Linked DNA regions of Mus musculus: all the other regions are linked to region 1. A link is a contact called in public promoter capture Hi-C data. All regions are on one chromosome and are shown on one strand. The core of a region is the stretch at or near the end of the contact, and the rest is flanking DNA. Distances in the headings are between cores, read along the strand shown. Region 1 holds the start of Irf6 (interferon regulatory factor 6). Region 2 holds the start of Cr1l (complement component (3b/4b) receptor 1-like). Region 3 holds the start of Nek2 (NIMA (never in mitosis gene a)-related expressed kinase 2).

Region 1 (4,702 bases), core at 1,217-3,716:
TTATCTTCTGAGGTCCTACTCTTCCTAGAAGAAGATGGGGCAAGAACAAGGGAGAAGACAGCAGACCTATTAGCCTAGCTCTGGGCACCGATTAGCCTAGCACTGGGCTAAGAACAGCCCCACTGCAGTCCTGAGAAGTCCTGACTCTGGGTTTGTCACGCATGAGAAATCCACCTCTTCTTGGACAATGCACCTGAGGGCTTATTATAGTTGAGAACAAAATGAAGACAGTCATGACAGTAGTCTGCACTGGCAAGGCAAGAGGAAGAGCCACCCCAGTCACTGGTGACTAAGATCCACACTCTGGATTCCCTATGTTCTCCCAAGATGGGGCCATACATGTGTGGCTCCGCAGCCTGCCCTCCTCTATCTTACTTCCTTCTCTGCAACCCCTCTCTGCCTTCTAAAAATCAGCCAGGAGTTCCCCCATCTGCCATCTGAGATTCTTAGAACAGTTATCGGGGAAGGGTAAAAACAGGCAAGATGTCAGAGAGGGAAAATGGTTTACTAAACCAAATCCATGGGCTGTAAACCCCACAGCCATGGCTGTACAGCAGTATCTCCACTCCATAACACACAGACACAAACCAGGGAAGATATTGCAAGGTACCATGATATATGTAGTGCTTCTCTCTCTCTCTCTCTCTCTCTCTCTCTCTCTCTCTCTCTCTCTCTCTCTCTCATATATATATATATGTATATATATGAGAGAGAGAGAGAATCACCCACATTTTGTTTCGATTCCCAATTATTTAAAACTGCAGCAGCATTTTTCTATACCACAAGACAGTGACACTTCTCAGGATGAATAGCAGCGCCATCCTCCACATCAACACAGGCTGTATAGTGTAACCTGTGTTATCCCACCCTCAGGATCCAAGATGTGGTGTCAGCCCCATTTGACAGCTGAGTTAACTGAGGCACAGGGATAAGGTTAAGTGGCCTCTACCTTACCTCTGGGATGCACCAAACCCTGCCTTTGTGCCCTGCACTCTGAGCCTCCCCCATTCTACACATAAACCAACAAGGACCCCAGGAGGAGCCACCAAATTGAGAGGAAGCGATTAAAGACATCTAAATCAGACCTCTCTAAACCTTCAGGCCACTGAAACTGTGCCCTGCCATCTCCAGCTGCCACCACATGAAAATGAAAGGTCTGTTTTCTCTGACAGATAGGAACCATCCAGTGATAAGACCACCACCCACCTCCTCACTGTGAGCAGAGGGCAGGGGCACTTTCAGGCTCCTGGGGCACGAACTGTCCTCATTGTCTGTTCCAGGAGTGGATCCTAGACCTCAAGCTAGAAGGCTCTGGTGGTTTGGGCCAGGTCTCAAAGGCAGCTGTTGGGACTGCCCTAGTTTCCCATTCTTCCTGAATGGAACTGAAATGCCAGCTCCATGAATTTTCACCTTGCCTCGGAGTAAATGCTATTCTACTGCTCACATCCTCACACACCTCCTCCCTGTGGGTTTGGAGTTGGTGGATGACAAGGCCAAGCTGTAGGCCACTGTGCTGTCATGTGTGACACACAGATCTAACTAGCAACTTCACCAATCCCTGCCCAAGCACCTTCGCCCTCTCCCTTCCCTAGCTTCCATCTTGATACCCACCAAGAAAACAGGGAAGGCTGGTTACCACTTTATCACCGAGCGAAGCACGGCAGCCCAGGCCTCCCTTCCAGGCAGGTATGGGAGGCTTTCTGCTCTCCGCGCACCGCCTCCAGCCCCTTCAGGCCAGGAGGGCCTCACCCGGCAGAGCTGCCACGCCTGGCGCCACCCTCCCCAGCACCTAGCTTGGCTACCTGGAACTCCACAGACATCTCCCAGGCCCAGTGTGAGCGGCCTTGACTGTGTTAAGACACTCGGAAAAAGGAAAACAAATCCGACCAAACCCTAGGTCATCCTCATCCCGATTTTCCCTAAACAGCCACTAGAACCCAGGGCCTCGGGGCCTGGGAAGTCCCCGCTGGGACAGAGGAGCCAGCCTCAGAGTAAGCTAGTTAAAACCGGAGAGGCTAGGGTGGAAGGGATTCCTTCCTTCCATCCGATGGTGGAGCAGGCGGAGCAGAAACAAGCTCTTTCTGCGGGAGGGGATCAGAAGGGGCCCGGTGCCGTCCCAAAACTACTTGAAGAAGGGTGCCCAGCGCCCAGCACCCAGACTGGTGCGGGACACGGAACCCAAGCCGGCTCCCCCGCCCACATCAACTCCAATGGGCCCGGCTCCACCCGTCAGGTGTCTGTCCTCCCTCAGGTGGCTTGCCAACGCCGGCGTCCCCACCTGGCCTCAGTCCGTGCTCAGGAGCAGGTGCACAAGAGTTCACACCGCCGCAGCACAGGAGCTCCCCCGACGGCTAGGTGCGGCTGGGAACCGCGGGCTCCTCTGCGGCCGGCACAGGCCCGCACCTGCCCACCTCGGTGCCCAGTGCTCAGAGCCTAGCCCTGGATGCCACAGCCCCTGCACGGTCTGGTCACGCCCTCCAGGTGTGGCCACATCCCCCGGAGTTCAGGATTGGTGCATTGCGAGAAATCTGATCCTCTGCGTTCCTGGGCCGCCGGCCCCGCCCTGCCTCTTCGTCACCCTACGCCCCTGCCACCGAGGGAGCGGTCCCTGTGTGGGCCTCACCCTGCGGGTGTCCGATCGTCCTGGGGACTTTGGGGGGGAGGGTTCTAGGAGTTCACGTCGAAATAGAAGAGCGTCGCCCCTCCCGTAGTGACCCTGCACAAGTGAGGGTTCTGAGACTGGGCCCCAGAACTAGCACGAGGACCTGCGTAGGTGGACTTGGCTTTGAGAAGCTACTCCAGGACTTGTCAATGCACCTTCCAGGACTGCCCGTGGACCCCGTGTTCTACCTTAAGTTCTATCTATTCAAAGGCGACCGCAATTTTCACTTTTTCCATTCTCCATGAAGTGCTAGTTGAAAGCACAGACCCTGGAGCCAGTTGTGGCGTTCAAACCCCCACCCCACCTCGCCCCTGTCTTTATCGGACACTAGAGACCTAAGAAAGTTTTCTCAGCAACCTGAGCTTCCGTTTCTTTTCTGTAGAGTGGGATTTCTAAATCGCCTGCCTGGTAGATTATGTGGGCATTCAATATGTGTCTATAAAGTACATAGCACGTTTGGTTATTATTGAAGTGAGGGTAGAATATCCCACAATACCTTGCAGAGTAAGAGTCTTTTCTGCCACCTGGAGTTCATGTCCTGTGTGCCTGACAAGTGCCACCCACCTGCCCTATCCATTGATCAACTATGAAAGCAGCGTCCAGGCAGTGAGGCAAACCCTTCACCACCAAACGCCGCTGAAACAAGGAGATGGAACATGGGCAAGGCACTTAGGAGGAAGACTGAGGGTGTAGCTCCTTTTTAGAGTGTTTCCCTAGTATATCAAGGCCCTGGGTGAGAACCTCCCCACTGTCCTAAGAATAACAGCAATGAAAGGCGTCCACCACTCAGGAGACTGAGGTGGGAAGACCAAGCCTTCCTAACCTAATACTGTATAGAGTGAAGTTAGTATTAGTTGTCATCTAGACAGCCAGAGGACAGCCCTCTGGACAATGGGGGTGGGGGTGGGATGGGGTTGTATTGATTAAGGTTAGCCTCTGAGAATGTCTTCGAGGGATTGTCTTGATTAAACTAATTGATGTGGGAAGGCCCATCTTAATTGTAAGCAGAATCATTCACTGAGCAAAAAGTGGAGAAGCTAAGCCAAGCTTTAGCGTGTGTGAATCTCTGTTCCCAGCTAAGGAAACTTGAAGCTCCTGAATATTGAAGCCCCAGGATTGACAGGCTGTGCACTCTTGAATGCAGTCAGGAAAAACTTTTCTCCCTTAAGTTTCTTTTTCTGGTTATTTTTATCACAATGGGAAGGAAAAAGAAGACAGTGAGTTTGAGGCCAGCCTGGGATCCATAGTGAGACCCTGTCTCAAAACAGTAAAATAAGATGATGAGGGAGAAATTGCAGATTGGTGTTGTGATCGACTGAGGGAGGGGCCCCCCAGGACCAGAGTGCAGCTTTATTTGGGTGCTTAAAGAAGTGATGGAGTCAAAATGAGGTCATTGTGTTGGCTCTAATCCAATATGACTGCTGTTCTTATAAAATAAGGAGAGTCGTACAGAGGCAGAATGCACAGAATGAATATGATTCAGAGATAAGGGAGAAGACGTCATTGAAATTCAAAAGCAGAGGCCCAGAATAGCTTCCTTCCTCCAGTCCCCAGCTGAATAACAGCACTGTCCTTCTAAACGCCTGAATGACAGGACAGTAAGCCGTCTGTCTGTGGCATCTGTTCGTAAGTTAATAGAAGTTGGCTGGAGAGCCCCTGGCTGGTGACAGATGTAGCTTCGCTCCTAGTCCCAGCTCAGTTTGGGATGTCACCGGGCAAAGGCTTGGGACAGCAGAGAGGTCTGAAGCCTGACTCAGCCAGCCTCTACTTCAGCCACTGCCTGTGACCACTCTTCCCTCTGCTCAGGGGAGGGGCTGGCTCAGCACTCCAGCCTACTCTCTAGGACTGATGCTCGGGAAAGCTCAGGTCTTCCCTGGGGAGAAGGGGGAAGGCTGACCCTTGAAACCAAGCAAATGTCCCTTCAAGTGTGTGTGCAGGGGAAGACTACACAACGCCTGTCACCTGAGAGAAGCCAGGAGCCCAGACATGGCACTCACTCTTGCCCTGGATGAAACTGCTGTCTCAAGGGTCTTCTTTTAG
Region 2 (4,702 bases), core at 925-3,424, 2.0 Mb before region 1:
GACTATGAGTCCAGAGATGGTCCCACCCTCAAGGGGCCTTCCCCCTTGATCACTAATTGAGAAAATGCCTCACAGCTGGATCTCATGGAGGCACTTCCCCAACTGAAGCTCCTTTCTCTGTGATAACTCCAGCCTGTGTCAAGTTGACACACAAAACCAGTCAGTACAGTCCCTTACAGTAAGACCAGTTGTCACTAATTCTTCGTTTTTCACTAGCCACACTCAGCGTTAGAGCAATGGAGGCAAAATAATAGAGAATTGAAATTTTTGTTGTTCTGTCCAATAAGTACTGTAAGTGAAGGTGTATATAAAATGGTGACTGTAAGGATGGAGCACAAACTTAATCTAGCAAGAGACCAGTTGTGGCAGGTCTATGGGTTTGCAGACACTGTGAAATGGAGATTTTGAGAATCAGGACACTGGGAGTGAACCAGAAGGGTAGGACTTGTGGTTAAGAGGGATAGTTAAGCTCATGGAGAGGACACAGTTATAATGACAGTTCTAGGATATTCTCATGAGCCTTGGTGGCATAGTAGAGTGGAGGACAAGATCATAGGCAAAGATAATTTAAGGAACGGTGAAGCCAAGCATGTGGAAAAAAGTTTCTGTAATCTTTGAAGCCAATGAGGAGTGAGAGAAGAGGAGCATTGTTGGAAGTAAATATCAGCCAGGAGCTAAACCCATCAAGGACTCAGGGAAGAAAGTGGATGCTAAAATGTAACCTCCAAACAATGTGGGGATAGCAGTGTATTCTGATAGCATATGGTGCAAGAAAGTATACTTACCTGCAATATAACTTCTTCCATACTTTTTCGAGAATAACTTAAATTCTAAATCCAAAGTGCTAGCAGGACTGGTTCCATATGAAAGCTTCGGGGAAGAATCTGCTTATTTGTTCCACATTTTAGAGGCTGCTATCATTTGCTCTCTGGAGGCAGCAACTTTGATCTCTGCCCTCATTGTTCTTCCTCTCTGATTTAGGACTATGTTCCTGTAAGGTTCCTTAGGGTTATTAAGCCCACTTTGGCAGACAGGATTACCTCCCCACTTAAATGTTCTTGATTTAATTTAATTAGCCATTTCTTTTCCTGCCGTATAAAGTACCTATCACAGGTTCTGAAAACAGAATGTGGACATGTTTGTTCGCATGTCCTATTTCTCTCTTGGAATATTTGAGTTCTTAATTCTATTCCCCAAACTTGGCTCTTTATATTTGTTATTTCTAGAAGCACTACCACCAATCTCTGAGTAGGGCTCTCTCTCTCTCTCTCTCTCTCTCTCTCTCTCATTAGTATTAAGAAAGGAATTAAAATTCAGTGCAAATCCTGTTTATTCCATTTCTGAAAACTTATTAATTGTTCATCTGCCATCAAATCTCACTTGGATGATGGCAAGGCCTGGCTTCGCTCCCTGATTCATTACTGCACTATCCTGGTCTAGGCTGAATAGCACTGACATGGTTGTGAACAAAAACTTCCGGAAAGAAACTGCGTCTGACTGTGAAAGGAAATTCCTGAAAGTTAACTGTTTCTGCAAAGACTATTGGCTGATTAGAATTTCAGTACTCTGGAGAGATTGCAATTTTGCTGGTCCAGAGACCAATAATTACCTTATCTTGGGCTAAGTCAGAACTAACATCATGATACAATAGATACAAAACAAACAAACAAACAAACAAACAAAACCACAAACAACCTTTTAGAATCTACTGACTTATCAGGCAACTAGCTTCTACCAATACAAAAGCCGAGTGCCATTAGAGTCATCCTGAGCCTATAGAAAAGCTTCCACTACCTGCTTCTTGTATGTACCCAACAATATATTTTAAACTTGCCTTAATTTGTGACTTTCTCTGCTCTGTAAAACCACAAAAACTTTATGAAACTGCTTCCATGAAATTTGGGGTGACCATATCATTGTTCCAGGGTCATGATCACTCAAAATGGCTTCAGAATAAACTCCTAATCCTTTTAAGATGAGAGCTATGGTTTTTACCTTTCATTTTTTGTTTCCAGCGGCACGTTACATCCGAATTCATCATAAGGAAATAGGTTCTTACTGTATACTAGACAGGGTATGCAACTGTCAGCTCACTGTTGCAGATTAGGGTTAGGCTCCACCCTTGCAGATTTTTAAAAGGAGTAAGGCCGGGCTATATGCAAACCGAGTTCCCATAATGCCTTGTTTTCTTTGGAGTCGAAGGTTCCTGCAAGTGGAAAACTTCCTGGAGCTGACCTACTAGGTATTGAACCAGTTTCTGCATTGCTGAATCAATCTCCCAAGGGTAATTCCACAGAAATCCCAGGGGCTTGGAGTAAACAAGACCGCGCCTAGCCCAGCTAGAGGAAGTTTTATTCCGGAACCCAGCGCCATTTCTGGGTGGGACTGCTTTCTACACCATTTGCCGTAAAACGTTGTTTGAGAACGGTGTGAGGGGAATGGAGGTCTCTTCTCGGAGTTCAGAGCCTCTGGATCCGGTGTGGCTCCTTGTAGCCTTCGGCCGGGGAGGAGTCAAGCTAGAAGTTTTGCTGCTGTTCTTGCTGCCATTTACTTTGGGTGAGCTGCGGGGAGGCCTGGGGAAGCACGGACACACGGTTCACCGGGAACCCGCGGTAAATAGGCTCTGCGCAGACTCCAACGCTGGTCTGGGCTGCCTGTGAGTGCTCAGCGCCCCTTTCCCATGGGTGAGCGTGGGGCGCCCTCTACCCAGATCTTGGGTCGTACGCAGCCGGCAGGAACGCGTGGTCTCCCAGCTGCTTGTCTTTATTAGCTGTACGCTGTGCTTTTCTGTGCTGAATGTAGTGAGAGAAACGGTGTGGGGAGCAGGGGGTTGCAGGAATATTGAGAGATGCAATTTCTAATCCTAGAATTTGGTTATGAGGAAAGTTAATATTTTTGTGTTTCCTTATCTGTGAAATGGAGATATTGATGTCTTTCGTGGTATTGGTATTTAATAGGTGCCATCAAATATCTAACCCAATTTCAGCTCCTTAATTTATTTCTATCTTGAGACATTCCCTATGCACTTTCTCCGAAGGCCTAGACAAACAGGCCCAGGGATACAGTTTTCACACAGTGAGACTGTGTACTTTATCTCCCACCCCAAATCCTCATTAACTCCCTTGAGCTTCCACTTTAAGGAAGGTCCTTCCACTCCCACTCCAAGGTAAGATTTGAAAAGCTAGCAAGCCTCAAGGTGCAATGAAATATTTGCAAGTAGAAAAGACTGTAGAATTTACATATTAAATTTTACTGATGGTTAAGAACAAAATAGAGTGCCCATTTTACCCACCATGAAAGTTCTAATTTCCCTTTCCTTTCTCCTTAATCAGAACTTTCTAAGAGAAAGACTTCCTTGAAGTCTTTTGCATTGTTTGTTTTTTATTGTATTTCCAAAGTTAAATGAAAATGATTTTTTTCCAACATATAGTTATTGGTTACATATTATTTGACTCTCTCTGCCACATAATTAATGCTGCTAAGACTTAAAAGAAAATAACTGAGTCTAGAAGTTAAATCAAAATATGTATTGGAAAGTACATTAACAAAATGAAATGCAGTTTCATTTTTTAAATTATATTATTTTTTCCCCGTTGACCATAGTACTGATCCATTCCTGAGTGCCAGAGAGGAGGATCATGCATGGTCCATTGTAGCTAGCTGGAGAACTGAGAGTATGAGGGATGATGCAAGTTCTTTTATCCAATGTAATGTTGCTGTGTCTCATTCAACAGGTCACTGCCCAGCCCCATCACAGCTTCCTTCTGCCAAACCTATAAATCTAACTGATGAATCCATGTTTCCCATTGGAACATATTTGTTGTATGAATGTCTCCCAGGATATATCAAGAGGCAGTTCTCTATCACCTGCAAACAAGACTCAACCTGGACGAGTGCTGAAGATAAGTGTATACGTGAGTAACTGCAGAAGAGGCTCCTTTGTGCCAAATAGTAGAGTCGGCCTCAGTTTGTCTGGATTTTAGATTATGACTCATTATTAGTAATCTTATCTAAGGTATATAGTACATGTGGATCATCATTCTTGTCAGTCAAGTCTTTTTAACTGTGATTCTGTCTTCTCAATTGTTAATAAATTTAATAAGAATGATTGTCACAGGGCATGCTTAAGAGAAAATATCATCAGAATATTTCACTTAGGGTGTCTAACTTTGCACAAGTGTCATTAAGTAATGATTCTGAAACAAAGTGTATTTAATAACTAAGAGATGAAAAATGTTCAGACTTTAAGGCCAATAAATTAGAATACTTAGAAGAATGCTTCATGTTTTAGGGAGCCACTGTGTGAAAATAAGAAAAAACTTGGATGAGAGTTCTTTTGGAAGCTAGTGTCTGATGAATTTCCCCAAAGTGGCAAAAACTTTGAAGTATTACAAATATATATATTCTACAGTAAGTTATAATCAGGTTAGAAATTCATAAACTACAGAAAGTTCAGTTTACTGTACTTGGTTCCAAAATTCTGTTTCTTTTTCATAGGAAAACAATGTAAAACTCCTTCAGATCCTGAGAATGGCTTGGTACATGTACACACAGGCATTCAGTTTGGATCCCGTATTAATTATACTTGTAATCAAGGGTGAGTTGGCAACAACATCTCTTCATTCAAGAGTTCTGGAATAGCAGTACTACTTTCTAGTCAAATCTCAGGAAAGACATCTAATCTATTACTTCCTTATTTGGT
Region 3 (4,702 bases), core at 852-3,351, 1.3 Mb after region 1:
GGTTAACAGCACTTGTTGCTCTTACAGAAGACTTGGATATGGTTTCCAGTCTCTCAATCCATCCATAACTCTAGCTCCAAAGAGTCCAATGCTGTCTTCTGACCCCCTTGGGCATTTGGCACACAGGTGGCACACTTACATACATGTAGACCAAACACCCATACACATAAATAAGTCCTTAGTTCTCTTTTTCTTTTGAAAGCTCTAGTTGAATACAGAGAACTGTTTGCCAGGAAGTCTCTTTGAAAACAAATCTAGGAGGGGTCAGCGATTAAGCACCTGCTGCTCTTCCCGGGGGTCCTGAGTTCAAGTTCCAGCATCTGGTCAGACGGCTCACAGTTGCCTGGAACCCTGAGCGTGAGTGTGTGGGATAGGGTAAGTCCACTCCCTCTTCTGGTCTCACCATACACATAGCACTCACTCACAAGACACATATACTATATATACATAAATAATAAACATTTTTAAATACATAATACATATAAAAGACTTTGGGGTGTAACTCAAATGCCTGAGGGCCTAGGTTCAATCCCCAACATTAGGGGAACAAAGTCAAACTCAAACTTAAATTGTATTGTGAATTCTGAGCTACTGGATTTACTAGCAACCCAAGCCTCAGTTCTTTGCATCTGAATGCTTCACCTAAGATATTAAAAAGTTGAATTCTAGGCCAGGTGTGGTAGCTCACACCCTTATTCCCGGCATTTGGGAGGCAGAGGCAGGAGAATCACTTTGAGTTCAAGGACAGCCTGGTCTACAAAGTGAGTTCCAGGACAGTCAGGGCTACACAGAGAAATCCTGTCTCAGGGAAAAAAAAAAAGTTGAATTCTAAAATACTCACAGGAGACATGTAATAGGGTGTGCCAACAAACGTTTTTGCAAAACTCGTGTCGTGATTTAATATTCTAGCTAGTCCAAAGTCCCCCAGCTTGACATTGTGTTTGCTGTCCAGGAAGACATTGGCTGGCTTCAGGTCCCGGTGAAGCACAGTGTGGCCACCATCGCTCCTTCTGTGACACTCTTTCAGGGCCAGCGTCAACTGAGTCATCACTCGAAGGACAAACTCTTCCTCCAAGTACTGTCTGGAGAAAAAGCACATTTCACAACCCTGAATAAAAGCCATCTTCAATCTGGGGCAAGTCATTCAGAGCGTACAAACATGGAAGTTAATTATTATTAGATACGAACCGTGGGGCTCTTTCACCTTACCTATCCTTGGTCCCCTTTGAAATGACACTAGCCAGGTCCCCTCCCTCACAGTATTCCATTACGATGTACAGGGTTGTGTTGGTTCGGTCAATAATGCGATCATAGTAACTGACGATGTTTGGATGTTTCAGCTCCCGAAGCAAGTTCACTTCAGACACAAGCATCTGCTTCTCCACCTCCGTCATGGAGCCATAGTCAAGCTCTTTCCACACCAGGATCTGAAATACAACATTTCCAAGGTGTGAGACAAAGGGTGAAATTTCCAAAGTTGAAAAACAAAACACTAACAACTCAATGGGTGTGTCAGTGAGGGAGTCGAGACCGGGTTAATTTAGTGGGAAGACCCACCCGAAATGTGGGCGGTACCATCCCCAGCGCTTGAGTCCGGGACGGCGTGTGGCGCAGCGGCGAAGCAGGTCACGTGAGCTCGTCTTTCTGCTCGCCGCGGATTCGCGCCTCCACCGGTTCCCAGCCGCGGCTGCCCGCTCCACGAGCCCGTCCCTTCTTAGGAGGCTACAGCCCGGTCCTTCACGAGAGTTCAGGTGGCCGCCCTGCCCCTCCCCAGCGTGGGCGACGCTTGCTTCTCCCTAAGCCCGCCGTGGAAGGGCTGCCCGGCGCCTCACCTTGCCGTCGCTCTTCCTCCGAATCTTCTGACAGCGGCCGTAGGAGCCGGTGCCGATGCTGTGCAGCACCTCGTAGTCCTCCACCCGGGACGGCATGGCGAGCGGCCACCCTGGCAACCACACCACCGCGCCGCTCGGAGCCCAGGCTCGCCCGCTGCAGGCCAACCGCGCCGAAACCCGAGCCCCTCGTCTGCCTGCCTGAGTCGGCGAGCAACCGGCCACCGGGTCAACCGTCGCGGGCTTCGGCCTCGCATTCTATTGGTCCACAGCGAAGGTGCATCTCAACTCTGATTGGCTGAGAAAACACAACACTGCTAGGCATCCTGGGAAAATGCGTGTCGCTAGGCAACCGCGTCGGCGTTGGTGTCTGCGTCTAGCTGCTCTACGGAATACGAGCCGCGCCGAAAACCCCTGGGATTTGGGATCGCAAAGCCTGTTGGGGCCTCGGTAATTCCATTCCTTGGCTGAAGTCGCTATGGTAACGGATGTCCGAGGCTCTGGACTGGAGACACTGGCCTTTTGACCTTTCCACTTTGACCCCACCCTTTTCCGACTCCTCTGCACTCGGGTCCTGAACCTAAGCCCTTGTGTGTTGAGGATTTGATGACCCTGAGGGTGCGGTGAGTGCACCGAGCACTTTATAGTCCTCACACCTAGAGAGCCAGAATCCCTGTTCCAGCCCGGCTTGGTGGCGCGCTCAGGCAGATCTCTGTGAGCTTGAGGACATCCAGAGCTTTGTAGAGGGTCCCTGCCTTACCCCCACCCGCGAGAAAGACACCCCACGCCCAGAGAGAGAGAGAGACAGAGAGAGAGAAACTAGGCCCAACTGCCCAGAAGAGAACTAATTAAAAAATAATAAGAATAAAGGATATTCATAGTAATAACGCAGAGTTGACATGTGTTTTCTGAGCACAGTTAGCATAGTCTAGATCTCTGAACATTAAACTGAGAGACCTGTTGAACATAGAAACGTATCCAAAGCTTAGGGACTGAGTATGGAAGCATTCAGAACAGAGTCACCACACTGCCAAATTGTACTTCTAAGACATCTACCAAAAAAGTGTGTTAGGAAAAAAAAAAAAAAAAAGGTGTTCCCTAATAGCCAATCCGGGAGCTGCATGCAGTTTGCTGACTTGAGCTCACATAGCCAGTGACATGGCCCCGCTTTGACTTGGGGAAGGGGAGCTAAAGGCTTCCATCCAGAGCAGGTGGGGGGTAATGTGCATTACCAGAAAGCTAATAATCTGCTGCATAAATGGGTCATTGTTCTTAAAATATCTGTTCATGCTGTGATTGAAAAAGAACCCAATGTCCTATTAATAAGAATTAGAAGCCTCCTTATGTTAAAAATAAATGTATTTTGTGCGCTGAATTTAGTATAAGCTAATTGGAATTGCCAGCCAGGAGAACTTTTAAATTAGCATTCAAGGACATTGTCACACCTCAAAGGGGTAGGATTAATTTAGGTCTCAGAAATTATATAAGGAGCTACAAATGCCTGAGGTCATTTATATGGTGTGTGTGTGTCATATGTGATGTGTGTGGTATGTTTGTGTGTGTGTCGTATGTGATATGTGTGGTATGTTTGTGTGTGTGTGTCGTATGTAATGTGTGTAGTATGTTGTGTGTGTGTGTGCTGTGTGTGTTGTTTATGATGTGTAGAGTGTTGTATGTGATATGTGTAGCATGTTGTGTGTGTGGTGTGTTTGTGATATGTGGTGTATAGGCGTGTGGTGTGTATGTGATGGGTGTACTGATGCTTATGTTGAGTTTGTTGACCAGCCTGCTTCACACACAACCTTTCATCTTCTTTCTAGACAAAGAGCTCTTACTCTTCGCTCCAAACACAACACACTTTCTCAGCTTCTCAAGACTAACTTGGTACTTGTCCTTCCAGTTGTTAGAAGTTCCACTTGCATCCCTACCTCGTGCCTTACCCCACCTTGGTTACTGTTGATTGACAGGATGTAGAATCACCTAGGGGGTCAAGCCTTTGGGTACACTTGTAGAGACAGCGTAGATTAGGTCAGCCTCCGAGCATGCCTGTGAGGGTTTATGTTAAATTAATCGAATGGAAAAGACACACCCTAAAAGTGGGCAACAATGTTCTTTGGTCCTTGCTTAGTTTCTTTTCTGTTGCTGCGAAGAAACACTATGGCCAAGCCAACTTACAAAAGAAAGCATTTAAATTGGGGGCTTACAGTTTCAGAGAGTGAGTCCTTTATTATCCTCATGTCAGGAAACATGGTGGCAGGCAGGCGTGATAGCACTGGAACCGTAGCTGAGAGCTTCCAGATTGAGATGTGAACCACAGAGCACAGAGAGAAGGGAGAGAGAGGGAGACTCTTCCTGGCATGGGCTTTTAAAACCCCAAAGCCCACCCTTAGTGGCACACCTCCAACAAGGCTACACTTCCTAATAACTTCCCAGAACAGACCTACCAAGTAGGGACCAAGCATTCAAATATATGAGCCTCTGGGGACCATTCTCATGCAAACCACCAGTCTAGGACTACATAAAAAAGAGAAGGCTAGGTAAGCACACACATTTGTTTATCTCTTCCTGTTTCCTGGCTGCAGGTGCAAAGTGACCAGAAGCATCAAGTTTCTTTTTGGTTTTGTTTTGTTTTGTTTTCATGACAGGGTTTCTCAGTATAGCCCTGGCTGTCCTGGAACTCACTCTGTAGACCAGGCTGGCCTCAGACTCAGAGATCCACCTGCTTGTGGCATGCAACACCATGCCAGGCTGTAAAGTCTCTGCTTTCCAAGGCTGATGAACTGTGAAACAGTTGAACCCACCTCTTCCTGAGCTGCTTCTGCCCAGGATTTTACTCAAGGCAACAGCATGCTCCCTCTATTATGTTTATCCAG

The links. Promoter capture Hi-C pulls out the DNA fragments that hold promoters and counts their contacts.
Region 2: a promoter capture Hi-C map of liver shows a contact between it and region 1, with 5 times the contacts expected there. The contact joins the promoter of Cr1l here to the promoter of Irf6 in region 1. A contact is called at or near these places in 5 of 39 promoter capture datasets (the 3T3-L1 cell line, 3T3-L1-derived adipocytes, embryonic stem cells and 1 more).
Region 3: a promoter capture Hi-C map of embryonic stem cells shows a contact between it and region 1, with 2.0 times the contacts expected there. The contact joins the promoter of Nek2 here to the promoter of Irf6 in region 1. A contact is called at or near these places in 3 of 39 promoter capture datasets (embryonic stem cells, hematopoietic stem and progenitor cells and neural stem cells) and 3 of 115 datasets of contacts at active chromatin or transcription factors (embryonic stem cells, large pre-B cells and pancreatic cancer cells).

The regions. Positions count from the first base shown.
Region 1 is chr1:193,150,876-193,155,577 of GRCm38.p6, reverse strand. It overlaps Irf6 (interferon regulatory factor 6), which reads right to left and starts at 2,466. Exons shown (of 8, transcript NM_016851.2): 1 at 2,279-2,466.
Region 2 is chr1:195,129,042-195,133,743 of GRCm38.p6, reverse strand. Cr1l (complement component (3b/4b) receptor 1-like) reads left to right here and starts at 2,174. Exons shown (of 10, transcript NM_013499.2): 1 at 2,174-2,556; 2 at 3,735-3,914; 3 at 4,498-4,597. The coding sequence starts at 2,439. It overlaps Gm32313 (a long non-coding RNA gene), which reads right to left and starts at 2,300. Exons shown (of 3, transcript XR_865921.3): 1 at 786-2,300.
Region 3 is chr1:191,818,872-191,823,573 of GRCm38.p6, reverse strand. It overlaps Nek2 (NIMA (never in mitosis gene a)-related expressed kinase 2), which reads right to left and starts at 2,101. Exons shown (of 8, transcript NM_010892.3): 1 at 1,833-2,101; 2 at 1,210-1,427; 3 at 842-1,082. The coding sequence starts at 1,928.